Linked DNA regions of Sus scrofa: region 2 is linked to region 1. A link is a contact called in public HiChIP or PLAC-seq data. All regions are on one chromosome and are shown on one strand. The core of a region is the stretch at or near the end of the contact, and the rest is flanking DNA. Distances in the headings are between cores, read along the strand shown.

Region 1 (6,109 bases), core at 3,125-5,624:
TTGTTGACTTGGAGTATCATCCTGTTCTAATCTATTTCAGTGACCTCTGGAGGCAAATCAAAGAGACACACAGGAAAGGCTTTGAGGGGCCAAACTGGCCTCACACTGGTCTTAGAGTCCAAGCTTGGAAAAGAAATTTCCTAAAACCTTCCAATCCGCACTAAAGAGGTGGTGGTGGAAGCAGAGTGGGCATGAATTGAATATGAGCTTGCCTGCTAAGCCTATAGGATTAATAAAGAGAAAGAACAAAAAGTGAGGGAACGTTGACTTCTAGAGGGACTGGGAGGTCCTCCTCTCTCCCTTCTTCACACCCATGTCCATGCCCCACACACACTCCACCCTCAAGGATGAGTCAGGGTCAAAAGCAAGGGTGTTATGGACTCATGAGTCAGGGAGGGAATTTTGCAGGGCCGAGCTGATAGCTTGGATGTTCTCTCTGTTGCTTGGGAGGGGGCTCTACTTAGAAGGTGACTCTCCTGGGAAGGCCTGGGGGAAGAAGGCTTTGGGGGAGGGAGTTGAACTGAGCATGAGGAAGCTGCCGAGGTCTAGCGGCCCAGCTCAATGGGAACTAACTTGGATCTGGGGCACAAGTCCGGGCTTGTGGTAATAAATTTCTCCTCTACCTGACTTTGCTGCTGCATGGTTCCCCCAGGAAGAGGCCATGGCAAATGATTTGGATCCTGGATCAAGTTTCCAGGTCTGAGAGAGAGAGAAAGGGTGAGGGAGCAAACAAACAGAATATGGTCACTTCTTTCTTTCCTTGTGCCTCTCACTTTTTCTTTCCATCTCTTCCTTACCTAACTTATTTATTTATTTATTTATTTATTTAATTTTTTAGGTTCACACCCATGGCATATGGATGTTCCCAGGCTAAGGGTCCAATTGTAGCTGTAGCTGCCGGCCTTCACCATAGCCACAGCAACACCAGATCTGAGCCCCGTCTGTGATCTACATCACAGCTCATGGCAACCCTGGATCCTTAACCCACTGAGCAAGGCCAGGGATTGAACCTGCAACCTCATGATTCCTAGTAGGATTTGTTTCCACTGTGCCACAACGGGAATTCCCCTTACCTAACTTTAATACACTTTACATGCATTTGTTATTGTTCTTATCATTTTATTCTGCATTTTACTTCTTTGATTAGTTTTATTTCATCTTTTTTGTATGGCTGGTTTGGTTTGGTTCTGCGTGAATGATAGCAGATTCTCCAAATCAATGCCAAGTCTATATAATGGCCTCCATGGTGTGTCCCCAACCTCAACTCCCTACTGCCTCCCCCTCCCACCTTGTTCCTCCCATCCTGCCACACCTGACTCCTTACTATTCCTTATACATGTCAACTTAAAAAATTCACAACTTCAGAGTTCCTGTCGTGGCACAGCAGAAACAAATCCAACTAGGAGCCATTGGGGTTGCAGGTTCAATCCCTGGCCTTGCTTAGTAGGTTGAGGATCTGGTGTTGGGATGAGCTGTGGTGTAGGTTGCAGATGTAGCTTGGATCTGGCATTGCTACTGCTGTGGCATAGGCCGGCGGCTATAGCTCTGATTGGAATATTAGCCTGGAAACCTCCATATGCCATGGATTCGGCCCTAAAAAGCCAAAAAAAAAAAAGAAGCACAACCTGAAAGTTGAGAGTTAAGTTTTATTTGGACAAAATTAGGACTTATGCTCAGGAGACAGCATCTTAAGTAGTCCTGAGAAACTGCTCTGAGTAGGTGAGAAGGAGATTGGATATACGAATTTTTGCAACAAAGGGAAGGTAATAGGAACAAAAGGTTTACAGAAAACCAGATTAACAGAAAAAGATGTACAGGTGTAGTGGGCTTGCTGGAATCATTCCTTTGATAGGCACCTCAGCTGTGGGCCAGTCTTCTTTGTTTCTTTCCTGAGTTCCCTAGGGCTCACTGGCTCACACTTGGGAGTGGCTCTTCTCCCAGATGGCCTGGACATTTTTTGTTTTGTCCACTTAACTGCAGCCCAGAGAACAGTATTTTATGGTCAGCTCTGAAACACTGCCCCAAACAGGAAAGGGGGTCTATCAAGATATAAGTCATAAAGGTGAAGGGGGAGGTACCTGCAGCCAGGCACACATTTTACAGAAGTTTGTTGCTGGTCTCAGGAAGGTTACTACTAGTCACGAGGAGCAGACATCACTGTGAAGGGTTTTAATGTTTTTCTAGATATGAGGAGATGCAAGGAGTGGAATCATAAAATCTTCTCCCCAAAATATCTAACTATCTGAGGACCTATTTTTCCAGTTTTCCCAGAGCATAGAGTACCTCACTCCTGGTCTCCACCCTGAGCTCTCCTTGGGGGGCGCTGTGGGTTGGCAGCAGCACTGGCTCATGTTTTACTCCATCATGTTTGGCTGATGGCAAGTGCCAAACTTCAGTTCACACGCATGCCAGGAAGGTACTGCCTCAGAGTGTTGGCACTTGCTGTTTTTTTTGCTGACATTCCCCCAGCCTGAACATCATTTGTCCCCGTGGCTTAATTGTTTACCTCCTCAGGTCTTGACTCAAACATCACGTTTCAATGAGATGGTCACCGAACAACATAGGTAAAATCATATCACAGCCCCCCCAATGCTTCTTAACCTTCATTTTCTTTATTTTTCAAGGCATGTATAACTCTCTAACATACTCTGTATTTTACTTTTATCTCAGTCTCTGTCCGAGTGCCTCAATTAGAATGGAAGCTTTAGGAAGGCAGGACTTTTGTCCATTTTGGTCACTATTGAATGTGCCTAGAAGAGAGCGTGGCATGTAGTGGGCAGTCCATAATGCATCATGGGGATGAGGGAGTGAATGAAATTCTTCTGGTGCTAGGAAGACATCTGTATATATAATATATATATTAAATTAAATACAGGATTGGGAGTTCCTGTGGTGGCACAGCAAAAAAGAATCCAACTAGGAATCATGAGGTTGCGGGTTTGATCCCTGGCCTTGCTCAGTGGGTTAAGAATCCAGTGTTGTTATAAGCTGTAGTGTAGGCTGCAGACACGGCTCAGATGTGGTGTTGCTGTGGCTCTGGCGTAGGCTGGTGGCTACAGCTCCGATTGGACCCCTAGCCTGGGAACCTCTATATGCCGCAATGTGGCGCTAAAAGGACAAAAGACACACACACAAAAATTAAAATAAAATAAAAAAAATAAATTAAGTATAGTATTAATTAATTTAATACTTGTAAAATATATTTAAAATGAACAGTTAATTGATATAATTAATTAAAAGTCTGTGATCTTGAAAAGAACCTTGAATTGACAGAGAAAGACAAATACAGTATGATATCACTTATATGTGGAATCTAAAAAATAAAACAAACGAGTGAATATAACAAAAAAGAATCAGATTCACAGATACAGAGAACAAACTAGTGGTTACCAGTGGCGAGAGGGGTCAGGGGGAGGAAATTAAGAAGTACAAACTATTAGATATAAAATAAGTTACACAGATATATATCGTACAACATGGGGGAATATAGCCAATGTTTATAATAACTATAAATGGAGCATAGCCTTAAATTTTTTTAAAAAAGAAACTCTGAATGGAGTTTGAGGAGTTGGTATCAATTCTGGCATCTTTAAAACAGATCTGCCGGGGAAGAAGCATTCCATCTCCCTGCCTGCGCATCTGCCCTTGTGAAATAGGTATAATGTCCCCTTTGCACCTTATAGGATTATCACGAGAGTCAAACAAAATATTGCACAGGGGTGTGTAAAAACTAAAAGGCAAATCGCACACACACTCAAACCCCAGCAGGAATAAAATACTGTTATATTAATGTTTAGTTATCACATAATGAAAGAATTTGAACGTGATCTTCCTTAACCAACAGTGATAGAAACTCATAACATGACAAGAGAGCTGGGTGTCCTGTAGGACTTAATTTTCATGTGCTACCGTGAGGCTGTCTGAGGAACTTATCTTATGAAACCCGAGTGTTACTTGGGAGCTTATCAGGAGTGTTTCATGAGGGGAAAAGAGAACAGAGCCTAGCCGTGTCATGGAATATTCCTTCCTTTCTTCCATTGCCCCCAGCCCGGTGCTGTTGCCTTTCTTGCTGTGTATTATTGACAGAGGAAATGCTGATTCATGGGTCTGAGTTACAGGAAACCTTGTTTCCTGGTGAAGAAACAAGCCTGGTGGTGCTGCCAGCCTCCTTCTCCGCCAGTTTCTGCCACAGGCCCTTCTCCCGGGGCCTGACTGACAAGGGGTAGAGCCAACTCGAGCTTAACCAGTGAAGTCACTTTCCCTTGGAATTGAGTTTAACACTCTGTTTCTCCAGACCCTTCAGCTCTGACTCCATGATACCTTTCCAGCTGGGTTCCCTCCCCGCCCCTCTTGCATCCTGAGCTGCAGCCACACATGACCACTCCCAGTCCTTTGTGAATGTCTTATATTTTCCAGTCTCAATGCTTTGGCTCACGATGTGCCCCAGCCTGGAATGGCCCCTGACCCAGTGTCGGTTCATTGAAATCCTACCCATGCTGCAGTTCTGCTCAGCAGCTACCTGCTATGTGAAGCCTGCTGGGTTTCCTTCTCTTTGTTTTTCTTCTTTTTAGTAGGGCTATTTCCAAATATGCACATAAGTGGACAAGCTGTATGGTGAAATTCTGGGTGCCCATCGCCCAGCTTCAGCAATGACCTGATTTCTTTGAAATAACACTTGATCCCTCCTTTTTTTGAACTTGTCTAGTAGCTCTTATGTTCTGTGCTTAATCCATGCTTCTGAACTGAGTTTGAAGAAGGTGAATTGAAGGATTTAGAATGCTCTGTTTACCCACCTGCCACAATGGGGAACCTGAAGCCCAGAGGAGGGAGGGGAGTTGCTCAATGTCCTAAGACAGGGAGTGGCAAGCTGAGATCAGAGTCTTCTGAAGGGCCTCGCGGTCTAAGTGGAAGATGCGGATAGTATTCTCATCACAAGTACATGCTCCTGGATCTCAAGCACTGCAGGAGTTCAGGTTAAGTGATTAGTAAGTGTGTGTTGAATGAATATATTAATCTTCTATCCAATTGATTAATACGATGACCTCTTAGGCTTTGCACAGAGCAGCCCCCTGGTCCTCTCTGTGCTGTAATCTGATATTAACATGCCAAAGATATGCATTGGAGATATCTGACTTAAATGGAGAGAAAAGCCATGTAAATTCTAAAGAACACTAAGAGTTGGTGAAAAGTGTATGTTGATAAATATTTTAAAATAAGTTCTGGGAGTTCCCGTCGTGGCTCAGTGGTTAATGAACCCCACTAATATACATGAGGACTCGGGTCTGATCCCTGGCCTCACTCAGGTGGGTTAAGGATCTGGCGTTGCTGTGGCTGTGGTATAGGTTGGTAGCTGCAGCTCCAATTCGACCCCTAGCCTGGGAACCTCCATATGTTGTGGGTGTGGCCTTAAAAAGACAAAAATAAATAAAATAAGTTCCGAGGTATTATTACATGGATTAGAATTCTGTAGCGGAAGAGCTGAAATGATCCTGAGTTAATCTGCACTAGAAAGTAGGAGAGAAATGGCCCTGAATTTTTTTTCTTAAATTCTGTGGTTTGGAGTACTTGTGCATTTGGTAATTTGGGAGGAAGGCAAGAAGAAAAAGTGTGGAAAGAGAGGGCAAAAACTAAAGAGCTGGTGGGGAAATAATGGCAGTTCTTCATCTTGATCCAGATGAGGCTCAAATCTAGGTTTTGGAAGGACAGCAAGAGGTCATCTGGATGTCCAGTCTGAGACACCCTGACTTTACTATGTCAAAAGGGAAGGAAGGATCTGGCCATCAGACAAAAAGCTGTGGCTAGTGGGGTGGGCAATAGAAAGGTGTGTGGATTTTCCTCATAAAATGGAGCTAAAACACAATTTGAGATCCTTTCCTTGAAAAAAATCTTTTGACTCAGGTTCTTGCGCAAGGTCAGGTTTAATCAGTACGTCACCCCTGCCGTTCTTTGGTAGGGCAAAATGGCTCGGGGAGGAGAGATGTAGGGGCTCTGACTGGGCATCTTTCAGGCACTCCATCTGTACTCTCTCATTGGCCCATCAAACCGGTGGCAGTTACACCATCACCCAGGTCCCAGGGAGGGTCTGAGTTTCACCTGAGTGAAAGTCAGA
Region 2 (5,833 bases), core at 1,837-4,336, 220 kb after region 1:
GTCTTTTAGCATGTAGCAAAAATCTCATGGCTACTTGGTATAATAGGAAGCCCATGGGTGGGATTGAGAGTCCTAGACCTGACTCTAGAAGTGTGACCCTGGACCAGCCACTTACCCTCTCTAATCCTTTGCTTGCTCATCTGTCAAAGAAGGATAACATCACCGGCTTGCGTTCTCCTGGGGTGGTCGTGAGGATCCAGGGAGGTGACAGATGGGAAAGTACTTTACCTCTGAAAGCAGGACGATTGTAGTGGGGATTAGCGAAATGCTTGGGTATCTTTGAAATCTTCACTCAGACTCATGTATAGATTATCTACTTCAGTTGCAAGAAAAGGGGGGATGGGAGTTCTAAATGGTGACTAATTCGTAAATCCTTCATCAGGGCTTTTGAAAGAGGAGGGACACAGAAGGTGGGATTGGAAGATGTACCTTCCTGAGGAAGTGGCTAATATCCAGATGAAGTGCTATTTATCCCCTGTGCTAACAATTCAATTCAAATGTAAACAACAATTCCATTTGGTACCTTTGCTCAGGCCAAAGAACTTGGAGTTGTGCTTGACCCATGCTATTCCCTGTCTATCAGGTCCTGGGAATTACTTCTCTTTTCACCCTTACCTACATGTGTGAGTTGGGTATTTTTCCTCCCTTCTTTAGAAATCAGAAAACCAAAGTTCAGAGAAGTTAAGTAATTTGCTCAGGGTCACACAGGTATTGACATCAGAGCCGGAAGAAACCAGCTTTGTTGAAAGAGTCAGTGCTCTTTCCACAGGCTGCCTTTTCTAGAGACCTTGATGCAACTGATTCAGCAGCCAACAGTGTTAAATTAACATCGGTCACCTGAATTTGAGCAAGTGAATAATATTCCAGTCTAATGTAAGGGGTCCAGGCAGGTAACAGACTCTGAGCTGTTAAAGGTTTTTCCAAAAGTGAAAAGGAAGGTCCATGTGCCACCTGTGAATCTAAACCCTTGTCTAGGCCACTACCTTGTATTATGAATGTTTTCTCATAGCAGTGAGTAGTAACATTTTAGAAATGGGGATTTTTGAGCTAAATTTTCAGCAAAGCATGAGAATAATGTAGCTCACAGCAATGCCCTCTGGTCTTTCAGAGCATCAGACATTTTTTTTAAAATCAGTCGTGTAAGAAATGGCATGACTTTTTGGATGATTAGCAATCTAGTCTAGATTTTAGCTGGTGACACTTTCTGCAGCAACTTGCCTGTTACCTGCCACATAATAGGCTTAATCACTGTCCACTGAATATAAGCAGGTATCTTCATGTACATGAATACCATGTATAATAAGGGGTGTGATTTTGGTAATTATGCATGTAAATCTATTTGGATAGATAATGAATATGCAGATGGATAGATACTGGGGCCATGGGTCAGAGAAATGCCAAAAAGAAAAGAAAAAAGGAGGAGTTCCCATCATAGTTCAGTGGTTGACGAACCGGACTAGTATCCATGAGGATGTGGGTTCAATCCCTGGCCTTGCGCAGTGGGTTAAGGATCCATCATTGCCATAAGCTGCAGTGTAGGTCATAGATGCGGCTTGGAACCCGCATTACTGTGGCTGTGGCATACGCTGGTGGCCGCAGCTCCCATTCGACCCCTAGCCTGCATGCCTCAGGTGCATCTCTTAAAAAAAAAAAAAGAAAGAAAGAAAAGAAAAATGTACTAGAAAGTGTATTTAGCACCTACTAGGTCCTGGGGGAAGGAAATGGAAGGTGAGTCTCTTTGCACGGGCCTCAGATAACCATAAATAACATAGGCAGATGATTTTAAAGAAGCCATTTTTGTAGGTAAGGACTACTTGGATTTGGAGGCAAAGGAGGACCATTTTCTTTTTGGTGTGAAACACCGAGAATGTTAGGGATGAAAGAGGCCTGGGGCAGCCTGTGGACTTAGACATCTTAGATTGTAAAACTGAGCTGTGTAAAGAAGGGTTCCACAGGGATTCACAGACTTTAAAAAACATAAAAACAACCCCCTTCCCAAGCCACCCCTCTTTTCTGAAGGTGCTACGGAAACCTTGAAAAATGGGTCTTTGCAAGGAAGCAGAAAACCTGGTGAGATGGTGTAAGGTCAAGAGCATGGGCTCTGAACTCAGCCAGGGTTTAAATCTCCCTCATCTGCTTTTTAGCTCTTGGATCTGAGGGAGACTACTTCCATTTGGAAACTCTGAGCCTCGACTTCTGAAATGCAGACTCTGCCTATGTCTCTCTTCATTATGAGTTTAGATTATATCACAAGGGGTTCAGCAAAGCTCTGTCTCTCATTCCTCCCCACACCCACAAAGCCCTCCTCAGCCTCTGTCTTTCTCTGCACCCTTGGTCGGAAGCACTTGCTGCTTTCTCCCTTCTCATCTACCACATTCAGGTGTTGGATCAGATGATTTCCAAATTTCTGTTACATGAGTCTAACTGTCTGGTCCTACTTTTTACCAGATGGCTGGGCTAGCTGGATAGGATATCAAACAGTCTATTTTCTATACATTTATGTTAATGAGCCATTTACTGAGCTTTACCACATTTAATCCTCAAAAGAATACCTGTAAGGTAGCAGTTGCTTTCCCCCTTTATAAATCAGCAAACCAAGCCAAAAGGCATGGAGAGAAATCATCCTAGACCTATGGTTTGGGGGCAGGCTTGCAGAGGAGACTCTTTTGAAAGGCTTAACAATAGCACAAGAAAATGAGGCCTTTCATTATACCCGTGGCCTTGAAAATCAAGTGGAAACTTCCCAGTTTTCACTCCATCCATCGCCCCTCCTCTTGCACTAAATGCTTTAGTCATCTTCTCTTTCTTTTTTGTTGTCTTTTTCCTGTGTTGCCATTCCAGGCTGAGGTCATGACTCTCCTAAGAGCCTTAATCAAATCTGGAAGGCAACAGGGCTGAACACAGGATCTTTCCTACCTGACTCCTGGACTGAACAAGTGCAAAGAAAGCTGATGTTGGGAATCCAGCTCTTGCTGCCTGCGGCTGTGGGGCTGGCTATGAATTTTTACCAGCTCTTGCCTGATCATCTTTCTTTGGCCTTTGACATACTTGTCACTGGATCCGTGGTAAAGCCAGTCTTTCTCTCTAGCCACTAATTTGTATTTCCCCCAGAGAGCCTAGAACTATGCCCTACCCAGCGGGTACTCACTGTACTGGAGGTGGTGTCGCCAACCAACACAGCCCCAGATTACATTAAGTATTTCAGCAATTGCAATGAATTTCTGGCCAGCCTTGATGGTTTGGTCAGCTTCAGTCCCAGCCTTGCCCCTCAGAGATTGACAAAGCCCAGTTTCAACTAATTCTTAATAATGCAATTAAATTTTTGGAAACTGAGCTGGGTTTCATATTTAAATGGTGACTTTCACCACACAGGAGAGGTTGGCCAAATGCAGGAGGAACTGGAAGATTTTTGCAAAGAGATGAATTTGGATTTTCCATTTTTAGAAAAGCTGCATATGCTCATGTGCAGGTAACACTCCAGGCTCAGGGGTTCCCAAGGGCCAAAAGAGTGGGTAAAGCATGAACCCCTAAACCAGCATGCCTCATAGGGAATCATCAGTATCCTCAAAAAGAAAACTAATATTAGTAGTAGAATCTAATGGTAGATATGAATTTTGTTTAAATATTCTTTATATTTTTACATTTTCACAATAAAATATTTGGGAAAAAAAGAAAAGATTTGGAAAGATTTCATGGATGGAACTAGAGACTCTCATACTAAGTGAAGCAAATCAGAAAGAGAAAGACAAATACCATATGACATCACTTTTATCTGGAATCTAATATATGGCACAAATGAACCTTTCCACAGAAAAGAAAATCATGGACTTGGAGAATAGACTCCTGGTTGCCAAGGGGGAGGGGGAGGGAGTGGGATGGATTAGGAGTTTAGGATTAATAGATGCAGACTATTGCCTTTGGAATGGACAAGCAGTGAGACCCTGCTGTGTAGCACTGGGAACTGTATCTAGTCATTTATGATGGAGCATGATAATGTGAGAAAAAAGAATCTATACATGTATGTGTAACTGGGTCACTCATGCTGTACAGTAGAAAACTGACAAAGCACTGTAAACCAGCTATAATAAAAAAAATCATTATGTAAAAAAGAAAGAAGAAAAAAGAAAAGTAGGGGCAGAATTAAAACGTTTCTGCTTTTGAAATGCAACAACACTTACCTCTCAGGGCCATTGCAAGGATGGCATTAGGGCATATGCGGAAGGGCTTGCTCAGGGTCTTGCTCAGAACAGGGAGCAATGAATGTATTTATTAACACCACAGCATGGGAAAAGGCACCACTCTGAAGTTAAACGACTGCATCTTGAACTTCATGCTGCAGCTCACTAGCCCAGCTGGTGCCTTTCCATCCCGGGTCCCAGTCTCCTCATCTTTCTAATTGGAATAATAATCACAGCATATTTCTCAGGGTCACAAGGAGAAGCATGTTAGAGAACTGTTGAGAAAGTTCTTTGCAAACTAGAAAGCTCTCTAGGCAAAATAAAACATTATGAGATGTATACCTAACTTCTGTGCCCTTGTTTCAGCTCTTCTCTCTGCCTGAAACGCCCTCCTTCCCCACACCCTCTCTTCCTAACCTGGCTATTGAAGGCCTAACTTTCATTTATAAGGCAGGAGAACATAATGGCTGAGAGCAAAGCCTTACCTGGCTGGGTTCAAATTCCCACTTCTGTTTGTTAGCTCTTTGACCTTAGGTCAGTTACGTTCTGTGCTTCAGTGTTCCATCTATAAAATGAGGATAACAGCACCATGAATTCCATAAGATAGTGGTGAGGATTAAATAAGTGCACACATGCAAAGTACCTAGAACAGTATGTACTAAGCCCCTATATGTGTCAGCTCATTATTTCAGAGCTTACTTTATTATTTTGATGTTTATTTCAAGGGCACAGTCACTATATTACAAAATTTTTTATCATGACTTCAAACTCTACCTCCCCCAGAAACGTTTTTAGATGTCTTAGTTTGAAGCAATTGTTTCCATATTTAAATGCTCTATTTGTTGTAGCTCAGTGATTGCCCTTTTCATTGCTGGTGTCCCGTATCTTGCTCTCCTGCGCTGTCCTTACAGCCCTGAGTGACCCTGAGGCTTCTCCTTTTCCCTCTGTACATGTGGTTGGTGCACATTACATATCTTTTGAATTGGATGGAAGATATGCAAATATATACAGATGAGTTAGCCTAAATACACTGGACAGTAGCTAATAGCAACATTTATATAATACCAGTATTTTAAAGACCAAACACAACTGCAACATTTAGCACCATACCTGACCCAGAGTATGTGCTCTGTAATTGTATTTACTTGGAAGGATGGAAAGATAACTAAAAGTGCATTAAGTCCAATGAAAAGTTTATTGGGTCTCTCTTATTCAAAACATCTATTAGATGAGTAAGTTACTTCTCATAGGTGCCAGGGAGAGATTAAGATACATACCAAGGAAAGTAAAAGTAGCTCTTGACCTTTAGGCATTCACACTGGAGAGGAAACACTGTCCAGTTACTAAATAATTACAAGGGCCCCAGCCGCTAAGCTATGTAGGACATTGCTGCAGAGAAGTTGCCTTCAGCAGTTCAGTTCCCTCTCTAAGGTGTGTGGGCCCCCTCGATAGCAAACTGCCCAGTTGTGTTCACTGAGCTGACTGCAGCTTCTTTGCAATATGTAGGAAACCAGCAGAGAAGGTTTCTAGTTGCTGAATGGAAGAGGGAGCAAGTCAGTTATAAGGATGTGGGGGTTTACTGACTGCATACATAAAATATAAAACGAGGAGTTCCAGTCATGGTATGGGAGAAATGAACCTGACTAGGAACCAGG

What was found. HiChIP or PLAC-seq counts read pairs in DNA pulled down with a chosen protein or histone mark.
Region 2: an H3K27ac HiChIP or PLAC-seq map of skeletal muscle shows a contact between it and region 1. The contact joins two enhancer-like sites. A contact is called at or near these places in 4 of 5 promoter capture datasets (fetal liver, liver and skeletal muscle), 3 of 47 Hi-C or Micro-C datasets (fetal skeletal muscle, liver and skeletal muscle) and 2 of 2 datasets of contacts at active chromatin or transcription factors (alveolar macrophages and skeletal muscle).

What each region holds. Positions count from the first base shown.
Region 1 is chr13:125,639,461-125,645,569 of Sscrofa11.1, reverse strand. No RefSeq gene overlaps it. Among named protein-coding and RNA genes, the nearest start is that of LPP, 140 kb to the left of the region's middle. Within about 2 kb of position 4,374, at least 20 of the 83 cell types and tissues checked have an H3K27ac peak or open chromatin away from gene starts, as enhancers often do. A contact at or near this core is called in alveolar macrophages and skeletal muscle, where this site is marked.
Region 2 is chr13:125,416,939-125,422,771 of Sscrofa11.1, reverse strand. It overlaps LOC106508008 (a long non-coding RNA gene), which reads right to left. Exons shown (of 5, transcript XR_002337803.1): 3 at 4,664-4,743; 4 at 116-230. Among named protein-coding and RNA genes, the nearest start is that of BCL6, 30 kb to the right of the region's middle. Within about 2 kb of position 3,086, at least 2 of the 83 cell types and tissues checked have an H3K27ac peak or open chromatin away from gene starts, as enhancers often do. A contact at or near this core is called in alveolar macrophages and skeletal muscle, where this site is marked.